Linked DNA regions of Mus musculus: region 2 is linked to region 1. The links are chromatin contacts, called in public HiChIP or PLAC-seq maps. All regions are on one chromosome and are shown on one strand. Each heading gives the region's core, a stretch centred on a gene start, on an enhancer-like site or on the middle of the called end of the contact. The rest is flanking DNA. Distances are from core to core; before and after follow the strand shown.

What was found. HiChIP or PLAC-seq counts read pairs in DNA pulled down with a chosen protein or histone mark.
Region 2: an H3K4me3 HiChIP or PLAC-seq map of embryonic forebrain shows a contact between it and region 1, with 4 times the contacts expected there. The contact joins the enhancer-like site here to the promoter of Sox1 in region 1. A contact is called at or near these places in 6 of 39 promoter capture datasets (embryonic stem cells, epiblast stem cells, frontonasal cranial neural crest and 2 more), 1 of 15 datasets of contacts at CTCF or cohesin (stem cell-derived epiblast-like cells), 23 of 484 Hi-C or Micro-C datasets (B cells, LSK cells, cortical neurons and 7 more), 27 of 115 datasets of contacts at active chromatin or transcription factors (SST interneurons, craniofacial prominence, embryonic basal ganglia and 13 more) and 2 of 9 other capture datasets (embryonic stem cells and pancreatic islet).

The regions. Positions count from the first base shown.
Region 1 is chr8:12,391,251-12,397,841 of GRCm38.p6, forward strand. Sox1 (SRY (sex determining region Y)-box 1) reads left to right here and starts at 4,269. Exons shown (of 1, transcript NM_009233.3): 1 at 4,269-6,591. The coding sequence starts at 5,111. The coding sequence ends at 6,286. All of the region lies in intron 1 of Sox1ot (Sox1 overlapping transcript), which reads left to right.
Region 2 is chr8:12,499,892-12,506,482 of GRCm38.p6, forward strand. No RefSeq gene overlaps it. Among named protein-coding and RNA genes, the nearest start is that of Gm33532, 27 kb to the left of the region's middle. Within about 2 kb of position 2,575, at least 52 of the 459 cell types and tissues checked have an H3K27ac peak or open chromatin away from gene starts, as enhancers often do. A contact at or near this core is called in SST interneurons, cortical neurons, differentiating embryonic stem cells and 7 more, where this site is marked.

The DNA of each region.
Region 1 (6,591 bases), core at 3,019-5,518:
CCACAGGCGCTGTTACAAGCGGCTCTCTAAACTCAAAGAGAGTTTTTGCTTTTAACCTGAGAGCGACTTAGGAGAGCTCGGTTCTGTGAGATGCTCATAAAGACACTGATCGTCCAAAGTTCCTTATTTGCTAGTGACTCTCTTCCTTCGACTTTCCCCCCTTTATCCGTTTTGTTTCTTTCCCCTTTTAAACAAACCAGCAACAACAAACTAACCACACAAATTTGAATTTGGGTCCTTTTTGGTGTTTGGGAAGATCCCTCCTCCCCAAGTTAGCCCAGGCTGGGCCCCATGAAATCGGCTGAGAGGGCTTGGAGACGACCCAGGAGAAAAGATGCCCCCTTAGAGACCCGGGTCAGAGGCGCGCGCTGAAAAGCAAACACCGAACTGCGGGCCGTCAACCCTCCAGTGACGCTGTGGTAGCAGTAGTTGGGCGAGGGGCGCCTCCCGCCCCACAGGTGAAAGCCCGTGGTGCTCAGCTCCGCGAGGACAGAGAGGGTGGTGGCGGCCAGCAGACGGCGATCGCGGCCCGCGCCGCTACAGGGTCCACACTGACAGGCCTAGGGGCTTCGGGCCCAGTGCGCAGCCCTCTACTCCCTGCAGCAGGTCCTGAGACAGGGACTCCCAGCCTCTCAGATCCACTCTGCTTCCATTCCGCCCTGAATCTGCGCCTCCTGTTGGCCGAGATGGCCTCAAAGACCTCTTCCGACGTTCTTTATCTCTCCTAAGTTTTCTCTGCTGCTTCTTCCTCCTGCTGCTAACTTTCCCCTTTCAGTCCCACAAACTGTCATTTCGGTTCGCTAAAGATCTTTCTTCAACTATTCTCTCAGCCTTGTGAGGGTACATCAGAGCCTGCAAGCCTTTGCCCCGGGGAGCTCCCAGGAGACACCTCTATGTGTCCTCTGTCCTCCAAGTGTCTCCACCAGCCTTGAGAGAATCATGTTCTGAGCATGGCGAGGAGGAGATTGTCATCAGGGCAGATAATCTGAACCCCATATGAAATAATTTCTAGTCTTGCATGGTCCCCAACGTACCCAACTTGTTTGGAGCCTGAGAGACTAATGCTGAGCTTAAAAACCCATATATAGATGTATCAGAGCCAGCCTTCAAAAAGAAGGACAAGGGCTTCTGTCCACAGGGGCCCTCTCGGTCTCATGAGCACAAAGGTGTGTGTAAAGGAGCCAAAGTATTGGTTTTTCTATGTCAGGGGTTCGAGTTGAAAGTGTTTAAAACCCAGGACTTGGTTTATTTCAAAGTCAAGACTATTGTGCAAGAGTGTAGGCACATAATTTCATATATACAAGCCTTCATAATTTATCTATGAGCACTGACATATACAAGCACCCATGCCTGCACACAGAATAATTCCCACTAGCAATGAGCTGACTTGAATTTTTGAAGGATTATAACCATAGGTTGAATAAAAACTTAGCCACTTTGTAAAGTCGCTCTTTGGCATTCTGAGCAGTGGCACCATGAGATTTTTGAGTTGCTGAGAGAACAAAGATTGGTCAGTCAACAGTGAAACTAATCCCTTGCCTTGGGTTCTGGACTTTTCTTAGTTTTACTTGGACACAGTGCAGTTTTCAAATCCTAAAGAATATAGTTTTTAGGAAGGCAGCCCCACCCAGCCGTTGGGGAGATGGGAAGCAGACAGAAGTGTTTATCAAACTGGTTGTAGACTGTTCTTTTTGTGTCTGTGAAGCCATTGGGGAAGTGACTATAGATAGGGAAACAGAAGGAGACTTCCAGAAGCTGTCACTGACAGGACCCTCTGCTCATACCAGGATGGAAGGCACAAGGAGGTCTGGCACACCATGCCCACCACTGCTTAGTTGGCACAGACTGCAACCACCAATCTTCTCTGTCACTTGGCAACAGGTTACACCTGCATCTCTGATTTCATACTTCTGCAGGTGGGCACCCATAGGTTTTGCACCAGCTTGGACTTGCTTCTGCAGAATAGTTCCCAGAATGCCAAACACCAACATGGCAGTATGCATTGTGATGCCGTTTACCTCCTATTTAGATGTCCTAGAAAACAAGAGTAACATCCTATTTGGAAACAATGTTCAGCCCTATGGTAGGAAGAAATGAGACTGTTTCAAAGTCATCTATCCAAGTTTCCTAAGGCATAAAGCATTCCTGCAAAGCTCACTGGAGTGCAGGGTGTTTATAAAATAAATTGCCCCATTGATATGGAAAATAATGTGCCAGGCTTGATTTACACAAAGCATTTTCAGGGGGTCTTTGGCTATTTAGTTTAAAATCTAAATTGAAAAGCACAAGAAAGAAATCTTTCAATTGCTAAGTGGATAATATAGTTTATAATTTGTAAACCGTTTCCTTTATTTCAGTCTTGCTGACTTGCCCTAACACAGCGGATCTCCCAGCACACCCATCACCTCCTAAGTTATCCAAGGAAAATGGTTCTACGGCATTCTTAAACAATAGTCCTATTCGTTTTTGTTCATTTACAATGTAACTGATATTTGTAGGTAGTTCGTGAAACAAATCAAAAGATTTAATAAACTTGATGGCTGAAATAAGAAGGTAGCTGAAAACTAAGTTTATGACCTAGATGTTTATAAAAATATGAAACGATGTTTCCCTTCTAGCACAATTCTATATTATTTGATGAGTTTTCTAGTAAGTGCTGAATGGCCTGAAATGAAAGCTCAATCGGGCTGAGGGCTGTACTGTGCTGTAACAACCTGAGATAAAAAAAAATAATAATAAAATAAAATAAACCACTGTAATAATCATAGCAAGGGAGCAACGGCGTCAGGAAATTCACAGCCTCAGATGTTTTTGTTAGTGGGGGGGGGGGCTGTCATATGTTCACCGTCCAACATATTGGAACACCTGTATTCTTGCTATTATCCGGGTTATCTGTCATCAGAAGAGCCTCTGGATTACACGCGAGGCGGTCTGCAGGCATCTGACCAGGCTTGCTTTACCCACCAGCAACCTCCCGAAGCACCTAGATCTTAGAAGTAGAAACTCTATCCTCTCCCCTCTGTACCCCGCCCCAGGATATCTGAAGAACTTGTAGACTCTAAAGGTCTTTCTGGAAGAAGCCTTTACAATAACTCCCCCCCCCTTTTTTTTTTTGGACATGATGGTCTGATCCCAAGTAGCCTGGGGTGGGGTTGGAAATCTCTTATACATCCCGGAATCATATTTGTTCTGAGATTCATGGATTACGGCCATTTGTGTATGTCTTGATCATCCCCAGAACTGCCCTTTCTTTTTCACAACATACGAAGAAACAAAAACAACAACATACAAAAAGGCGGCCCTGTCACTGGACCTTCCAATTCCGTTTCAGCGCCCGCACCCCACCCCCACCCTCGCAAACCCGAGTTCACACGATTTTCAAAATCCTTTGGCAAACAGCTTCTGGGAGAATCGCTTCAGAAAAGCATAGGCTAGGTAGGTATTCTTTTGCTGTTTCCACAAACTTCTTTTTACTGTCGGAGTAACAAGATTCCAGCTAGATCTTGGTTTTGACCTTCGCAGAAATTCAAGAGGATATAGAGTAAATTGGCACCTGACTATAACACTCCGCTCCATTAAAAGACACCCCCTCCCCCAAGAAAGTTCGGGGTAGATTAGGGAGCTAGGAGCGTAGCACCACACAAAAACCGCTGCACCTCTTGCCACGGAGACCCGAATTATAGATCCCGAATCTGTAAAGGCCTTTGCAGGCTCTGAGAATGCACCGAGCGCCAGGGGTGGGAGAGACTGAGCCGCCCCGCTTGGCCTGAAACCCAGCAGAGGTACTTTGGGCCTAAGCCCCCCCCCCCCGGGAGGATCTCCCCCGCACCGCTGTTATTCTGCACTCCCGGCTGAGCTGAGTGCAAAGTGAGGCCTCTATCTCCAACTTTCCCCTTCCCAGCGGGCACAGAGTTGGCTGGCTGGGGACAGGGGAGGAGCTGGGTCTCCAATGAGCGCATTTAAACACGACCCAGGGCTGTATTCCCCCCGCCTCCCCCGACAGCGATTCTTTCTTCCTCTGGGTTTTCAACCCAATCGTTAATCATTCGGAGCGCGCGGGCGGGGAGAGGCAAAGGGGGCGAGCTCTGGGTTCGCCGCCGCCGCCGCCGCCGTCGCCGCCGCGCGCGCGCGCTCAGGAAGCAGTGTGGCTGTGACCCCGCCCCCCCGCGCCCCCTTTTCCCCCTCCTTCCTGCCCTTGTTCCCCCCCTCTCTCCTCCTCCACCTCCTTGCTCCGCCGCCCGCGCCCAGTGTATCTACTCCCTCCCCACGTCACTCGCCAGCGCGCCATGCAAATCACCGCCGCCGCCGGTTCCCATTGGCCGCGGCGCGCTCATTTAATGGCAGCCCGGGCCCGGCGTATGGCTGCTGGGCCCCCCGCGCCACCGGCCCCGCGTGCGCCTCCGCTCCGAGCGCACGGCCTCGGGCAGGCAGCGGACAGCTTGTCCTGGGCACAGCGGCACAGCTCTCTGGCTCTCTGCTCGCGTTGGCACTCCCACTGCTGTCCCTAACCCCCTCCCTGGCTGCACCGCGATCGCCCCCTCCGAACCCCCCTCCGAGTCCCCCTCAGCGCCTGGCTCCCCCCAGGCACCTGGGACCAGCACATGCCCAGCGCACGCGGCGCACCGCCTTGCTAGAAGTTGCGGTCCCAGAGTTGGAAGCCGCCAAGGAAGCCAGCACAGGAACGGAGACTTCGAGCCGACAAGAGGAGGCAGCGAACCCTGCGTCGGGCCCAGGGGCACCGCTTCAGACCCAGAAAGTGGAGCCTCAACTTGGCCACGACTGCACCTGTTTGCACAGTTCAGCCCTGAGTGACCGGACGGCAGCAATCAACCTGGCCATCGGCCTCTTTGGCAAGTGGTTTGTGCACCGGGAGAAACTTTCCACCTGCGAGCTGGACCCGCGCTAAGTGCGTGTGCTTTTGCCTCTTTTTTGTTGTTGTTGTTGTTGTGGCCTCCACCCAACCCCCTTCTCTCCGCTAGGCACCCACCGCACACACACCCCCCCCCCCAGTCTCTCTGGGCTGATCCTCTCTCCACCCACCCACCCCCACCCGGCCGTCTATGCTCCAGGCCCTCTCTTTGCGGTACCGGTGAACCCGCTAGCCGCCCAGATGTACAGCATGATGATGGAGACCGACCTGCACTCGCCCGGCGGCGCCCAGGCGCCCACGAACCTCTCGGGCCCGGCCGGGGCGGGCGGGGGCGGCGGTGGGGGCGGGGGCGGCGGCGGCGGCGGGGGCACCAAGGCCAACCAGGATCGGGTCAAGCGGCCCATGAACGCCTTCATGGTGTGGTCCCGCGGACAGCGGCGCAAGATGGCCCAGGAAAACCCCAAGATGCACAACTCGGAGATCAGCAAGCGCCTCGGGGCCGAGTGGAAGGTCATGTCCGAGGCCGAGAAGCGGCCGTTCATCGACGAGGCCAAGAGACTGCGCGCGCTGCACATGAAGGAACACCCGGATTACAAGTACCGGCCGCGCCGCAAGACCAAGACGCTGCTCAAGAAGGACAAGTACTCGCTGGCCGGCGGGCTGCTAGCGGCCGGCGCGGGTGGCGGCGGCGCGGCCGTGGCCATGGGTGTGGGCGTGGGCGTCGGGGCGGCGGCGGTGGGCCAGCGCTTGGAGAGCCCAGGCGGCGCGGCGGGAGGAGGCTACGCGCATGTCAACGGCTGGGCTAACGGCGCCTACCCCGGCTCGGTGGCCGCGGCGGCTGCGGCCGCGGCCATGATGCAGGAGGCACAGCTGGCCTACGGGCAGCACCCAGGCGCGGGCGGCGCGCACCCGCACGCACACCCGGCGCACCCGCACCCGCACCATCCGCACGCGCATCCTCACAACCCGCAGCCCATGCACCGCTACGACATGGGCGCGCTGCAGTACAGCCCCATCTCCAACTCTCAGGGCTACATGAGCGCGTCGCCTTCGGGCTACGGCGGCATCCCTTACGGCGCCGCGGCCGCCGCCGCCGCCGCTGCGGGCGGCGCGCACCAGAACTCGGCGGTGGCGGCAGCGGCAGCCGCGGCAGCCGCGTCGTCGGGGGCCCTGGGCGCCCTCGGATCTCTGGTCAAGTCGGAGCCGAGCGGCAGTCCGCCGGCCCCGGCTCACTCACGGGCACCGTGTCCCGGGGACCTGCGCGAGATGATCAGCATGTACCTGCCCGCCGGCGAGGGTGGCGACCCGGCGGCGGCAGCGGCTGCGGCGGCCCAAAGCCGGCTGCACTCGCTGCCACAGCACTACCAGGGCGCGGGCGCGGGCGTCAACGGCACGGTGCCCCTGACGCACATCTAGCGCCGCGGGGACGCCGGGGACACTGCGGCTTAAGGCCGGCGCCCCGGCGACGAAGAGCGAGGCCTGCGCCCCAGCCTCCAGAGCCCGACTTTGTACCGAGGTCCCCGCGCTCTCGATAAAAGGCCGCTCTGGAGAGCCGAGCGCCAGGTGACATCTGCCCCCATCACCTTCCCCAGGACTCCGAGGCGCTGACACCAGACTGGCCTCTTAGACTGAACTTTGGTGTTTTCATGAGACCTTTTGTACAGTATTTATCGTCCGCAGAGGAGGCACACAGCGTTTTCTCGGCTTCGGAGGACAAAAGA
Region 2 (6,591 bases), core at 1,325-3,824, 110 kb after region 1:
CCCTAAGCAACCCCTGAGGATTTCCTGATCGCCAAAGGAGGGGCAGCCAAGGGAAGGTGCAGCATCCCACGCCCTCCCCTTCAGGACAATGGAGCTGCAGAAACTGCCTAGTCAGAGCTGTCAGAGGTGGACCTGGGGACATCAGCAGCCCTGTGTGGCAGCCAGGGTAGTGGTCTGGAATGCCTCTACTCCACTCCTTTTCTGTAACTCTCTTCTGGGCAAGTACCCTCAGCGTGTGTGTGTGTGTGTGTGTGTGTGTGTGTGTGTGTGTGTGTATGTGTGTGCATGTGTATATGTGTGTGCATGTGAGTATGTGTATATGTATGTGCATGTGTGTATGTGTGCATGTGTGTGTGTATGTGTGTGCATGTGTGTGCATGTGTGTGCATGTGTGGATGTATGTGCATGTGTGTATGTGTGCATGTGTGTGTGTATGTGCATGTGTGCATGTGCACATGTTTGCATGTGTGTGCATGTATGTACATGTGTGTACATGTATATGCATGTGTGTGTATCCTCACAGGAAAGCCCAGTCACTCTTGTCTGAATGCTGGGGCTGATTTGAGTGAGGAGAAGCTTCTGGCAAAGACTCCTGGCAAAGATTCCGGAAGGATGCTGGGTCCGAGAGGATGCTGTGTGCAGAAAAGCAACAGACCCAGCCTGCAGCACTTCATAGGCTGTGCTCTCTGTCAAAAGAAAAAAAAATGAATGCTGACCTCTGCACTCAACAGAACTCAGCCACTGGCCTGCCTCAGGCAACTCAGGCACTGGGGGTGAAGCCAGGACGGCCAAGGGTGAACAACAATGCTCTACAGCACACAACTCGAATTAAAAATCCCATGTTTAAACGAGATTTGAGTACAATACCAGACTCTAGGTTTAGGTCTCTAGGTGTGTGTGTGTGTGTGTGTGTGTGTGTGTGTGTGTGTGTGTGTGTGTAATCCCTCTGGAGGCTAGAGGACAGTGCTGAGTGTCTTACCTCGGGAGCTTTCTCTCACTAGGCTGGGACTCACTTAGCAGCCACTCTCTCCCCATCCAGCCCCTGGGATTCTGTCTTGGCCTCCCCAGTGCTGGTGCTGCCCTTACAAGTCTGCACTCTGCCCATCTTTTAATGAATGTGGGTTGTGGGAATCAAACTCAGGACCTTGGAGTTGCAGTGCCATCACTTTTCCTGACCGAGTCCTCGCCTCAGCCCCCGGGGCTGCTTTCTTTAGCTGGTCATACCAGCTGAGAGCACCCGATAGCACCCATGCCCACTGCAAACCCAAGTTCCATATCCATTCCTTCCATACTTCCCTGGGCAGAACTGCCCATCCCGACACACATGAATGCATGCGCATGTATACGCACGCGTGCACTTGCAGATGCACCCACGAGGGCAAATAAATGCATACCCACAAGGTAGCACATGTATACATAACAACACATAAGTGCATGTGCCTCCACACACAGCTACACCTTCACAAGGGCCTCGAGTTTATATACGCATGCATGCACACAAAACCTCATTTGTACATACACACCACCCACATACTTGTACATAATCACTCCCAAGCACAAGGAGCAGACACACAAATCAGACACATCCACACACAGGTGCTTAGGCAGGCACAGACAGTGCACACTGAAGCACCTGCAGAGAACACATGCACACAGAAGGTACCTGCATGCACACATGACCCCCCCTATTCATAAATATCACTGCACTGGGAGATAAACCTCTTCCCAGCTTCCTCTTCAATACCACCTAAGCGCAGTTACAAATTCTTTTTTACAGCAGGTGATGGTCATGCTGATTAAAAGGAAATTAGGCTGAATTATTTGGGGAAACATATTGTCCGTCATCAGTGAAAATGCTTTAAGTTAATTCATTTTAATTCATTTACTGGTTTCAGGAGAGATAGATTGCGAGTCACCAGAGAAAACTCTGCTACACACGAAGATTCCTTAAAACATTCCTTGCTTCTTCCTCCCGTCATCTTGCACACATGCACATGTATCTCACAAGCACGCTGGTCCGATGTCACCAGACAGATCTCTTTCCACACTACGTAGTGAAGCTGCTGGCTTCCTCTTGACTACAGGGCTGACGAAGGCTTGCAGGTGAGCGGCTGAGCCACGCTGCTTGCCCTTCTGAGGAGTAAGAGACACTGTTTTGCATTCATTCTCCCAGTTTCCTCTCACCACACAATATGAAAATACCGGGAGACCAAGAATTGCCTGTTTATTATGCTGTCTCACAGATACATATCCCATTATATGGGGAGGGATGAAAAGAGAACCTGCACGGGTCTATTTTTAGCAGACGGCTTCAATGCTATAAATTTTAGGGTGCTTTGCGTCCCTCCCCCTCCTCCGCCCCTTCAAGCCTGTCAGCTGTAAAATGGGTCTCTCTTTAACCCCTAATGGATCTAGAAGATGAAAGGTGGACTCCTGAATTAGCGGTGCTGACAGCCCAGCCAAGCCCGGCAGCGGGGGGTCTCTTTTGTCTCGGCCACTCTGACCTCCCTCGCCCCGACTGTCGGTGGGAACCGGACCAGAAGAATGCCGGGCGGAGCTAGAAAGCACCAGTGGCCGCCCTGCGCTGGGCCACCCGCCGGCCCAGCCCGCAGGAGAGTTGACATTCTTCAGCTGTGGATATTCTGACATCATCGCACACCTCCACCCTGCCCCCAGCCCCTCCAGCCCTGCGCGCTTTGCAAATGAGGACAATGGGTCCGGGAGCAGAGCCACCCCTAGCAGAGCATGGGGGTGCCTGCCTATGTTTATTTGAGAAGCAAGTGCTTCGGTGTTAAAGCTTGCCTTGGGAAAGCCGAGCTGAGCTGAGCTGAGCTGAGCTGGCAGAAAGGAAAACTCTTCTTGTGTGCTCGCTCAGGCCTGCTGGGTATTAAGGCAGAGGTGGGTTGGAAGCACGTGCGTCTCACGATTATGACGTCCGTGCTGGCCAGCTACGGCTCCCCTTTATCCCACAGACGTATTTGATTCATAATAAAATTTCTTCCACGGGAATCTACAATTCCATAAATGAAAGACCCACCCAGCTTTAGAGAGGACTGTCACAACTACGCAGAGCAGTTCCTCCTTCCAGCACTGGCTCAGCAAGGTGTGAGTAGGCAAAGACTTTGGGCTGGCCTTGTACCAGCCCCCAGGAAGGCCAGGGCAGCCAGGGCAGCCAGGGCAGCCAGGCAGCCTCAGTCCTGAGATTTGAAGCATTGGGAGTTGGAGGGAGCACCTGTTTGCAGACTTCAGGGAAGAGGCGAGGCCACTCGCTGGCACGTTTGCTTGGTGTAGCTCCTGCATTCAGGAACATATATTTGGACTTCAGTTAGCAATCTGTGTGTTTCTATTTGTATATTTGGGAGGGTAATTTTTTTTTTTTAAAGAAAATTTTGTCTGGTAAGAGCCATGAGAACCTCTGGGTTAATTAATTAATACAGCTCTGTGCATGTTCGACAGCAACCTGTTCTTCTTCCCCTGAGAACACAAAAACTATGCTGTGTTTTATTTTAAAATATGAGAAGCTAGCCAGGCCTGGCCCAGCGCTCCTGAGCAGGGTAATCAGGCCTGGAGCTGGTCGGGAGCGAATGGTAATTAGTATTCAACTCTCCCCTGGATCGGTAAGACCCCAGCTCCTCACAGAGAGTCGCAGCACTTCAAGGGCCGTCCAGCTCTGCGAGGGACGTTCTTTGTGTTGCTAATAAACAGCACAATGCGGGCCTGCTTTCGGGCACAATTTGGACAGAAATTGAGTTACGAGAAAGCAAGGTGTTTTCTTCCAGCTGTGTGCAGGAAGCGTCGTGATCAGACGGACACTTTTATTTGTACATAAAATGGAAGATTTTAACTAAAAACCACTATTCTGACTTATACTATGTTCTTTGCAAGAACCCTTTCTCTGCAGTGACAATATTTAAGGTTTTGTTGGATCTTTTTCTAATTTCTCATAAAAGGACAATTATCTACCATATTTTCTAGAAAATGATCTGTAAAACTTCATTCAATATTTTTTGGGTGGCTTAAAATGTAAAATATGGGGTGTGCTCCTCTGTAACAGAACCTAGTTTTGGAAGGTTTTGCAAACAGGTTGTTCACATTTCTCCTTTTGAAAAAAAAAAATCAATTAATTTACATTATTTCTAACGCCAGAGGTAATTTCTCAGTTGATTTAAAAAAATACTGGGGGGAAAAAATAAGCCACACACTGCTTCCAGCCCACTTTATAAGTTGGAACTGCCAAAGCCTCTCGTGGTTTTTGTGTTTTGTGTTGGATTTTTTTTTTTTTTTTTTTTTTTTTTTTTGTAAAGAGGATCCGTTAGAATGTGTTCACGGATGTTCACTTCATAGGAGAAAACATGTTTTTAAAGGCAGAGAAAGAAAAATAGGAAAATAAAGGTAAGCGGTAAGATTCACCACGCTGGATGAGTCTTTTATTAATCACACGTGTTTTCCTCCTTTTCAGATGCAAATGCGGGCGCTGGCTGATTTGTTTCCTCAGAACGCACCTTCCTGCCTCAGAGAGAGAAAAGAGCCCAGCTTTGCAGGGCTCCAGTAACAGCCTTGAGATTCCACTGCGGTTGTTGATAGCTGGTTTTTTTCTTCCTGCGGAGAAAGAGAAGAAACCCACCCAGAATTCCAGATCCCACCCACAGGCCAGTGGTTGGGAAGCTCGAGGCCAGTCTGTTGGAGCCTCGGGGAAAGCACAGCTTCTCTTACCAGTGTAGTTTTAGGCTCACCCATCCACGAATAAACAAGAGACACAGTTGGGCACAGCATTGCATCTCAGGGACTTCTGACACTGCCAGAGAGACTTCCCCATGTTCGTGTTCAGACAGATAATATAGTTTAGGGGTTACGGCAGCCTTTAAATTTTTAATTTATTATTTTATATTTACCCACACGTGCAGAGTTTTTAATACTTCAGCGCTTGTCACTTACCCAGCTGCCCCGGAAGGTAGTGGAGGATGAAGACCTTTTTGGACAGTAGGAGACAGGGAAGGACCCTGACCTAAGTGACCAGACCAGAGAGAGAACAAAAGAACCATGCCTTGGTCAGCACTGCTTAATTATGCATGGCCTTGCCCCCTGCTGTGGCTCCTCTGTTCAGGTCTAAAGCTCCCCTCATCCTGAGGAAGGACTTGGGGGTCACTGGATATTGTGGCCACTTGGAATAATTTCATCATCACTTGTGGGATGTGAGCCACAGACTAGCCTGTGGGGGCTCCTACCAGGGAACTGAGGGTTAGGGAAAGTCAAGAAACAACACAAAGACTGGAAGCTTTCTCCACCTCGGCTTCCCAAGACAGATGGAGCAAGTTCAGATAGGTTTTCAGAGGAGACTGGAAGCCTTTCGCCATCTGGGCTTCATGTAAGAAAAATGGTGTCCACAAGAAAAGCACGGGCATACTCATCTGCATCTCTCTTTTAATAAACTATCTCTCTTCCTGCAACTACCCACATGTCTCTGTCCATTGTGTGGGGCCACGAGAACCTGCTCCTCCAGACTCAAATCTGTACTTGTTACAGAGTGGTCACCAATGGGCAGAAAATACTTACCATATTCTAAGGAAAGGTATGGTTAAGTTAGCTTTAACAGGTCACACTTGAAGAATTGTTTACACACATGGAGGAGAGTACCCATGCGTACTCTCAAGCTCCAGCTATGGCCTAGGATCAGAGATGTCTCCAGGAAAGGAAGCCTGCATCACACTCTAGAATGTGTCTGTCCTTAATCCCCACCAATTCCACTTCTTCTTAGAGGCTGAACTGAATCCCTCCAAAATCCATTCGCTGAGGCTCTCACCCACAAAGCTCAGACTGTGGCTGCGCTGTGAACAGCACCCAGCAGAGGTGGCTGACCGGGAGGAGGTCACAGTGGAGCAGAAGGTCCTGATCCAGCATGACTGGGATTCTAGAAAGGGAGAGTTGGAAAGACCCAGCTGATGATAGAGGCAGAGATGAGACTGATACACTCACAAGCCAGAGAGCTAAGGATGGAAGGCCACACCCAGGAAGCTAAGAGAGAAGTGGACCAGACTTCTGCAGAGCCTCCTTAGAAATCAGCCCTGGGTATCCCTTGACCTTGAGTGGACAGTTAAGTGCCTTACTAGGGTGGCTTCCTTTCAGACCTGGGAGAACTCCTGCATACACGTGGCGTAAAGACTGGTCATACATGAGAGCGGCACACTGGAGCACACTGTTTGACATGCTTCTTCATACACAGCAGACAAGACACCTCTCTCTGAAAACTGATATTCTAATGAGCAAACTTGCTTTAAGTCACATGAGAAAGGTAGGTCAAAATGACCAAGGGTGCGGGGTGGTTCCTTGTGGGTTTCTATCAAGAGCCATATCTGAAGCAGAAACCCAATGTTAGAGGCAAACTTACTCTCATTTAACAGTCAACAGTGTTTTTTTCCCTTTAATCCTAATTATTGTATTAGGCACCATTTTGTAGTTTTCTTACCCATCCCAACAACACTCACCCCTCCCTACTCTAAAAGCTCTGAGTCACTACTCTATTGCTGTGAAAGGACGCCATCATCGAGGATCCTTATGTAAGAGAACATATAACTGGGGCTTGTTTATAGTTTC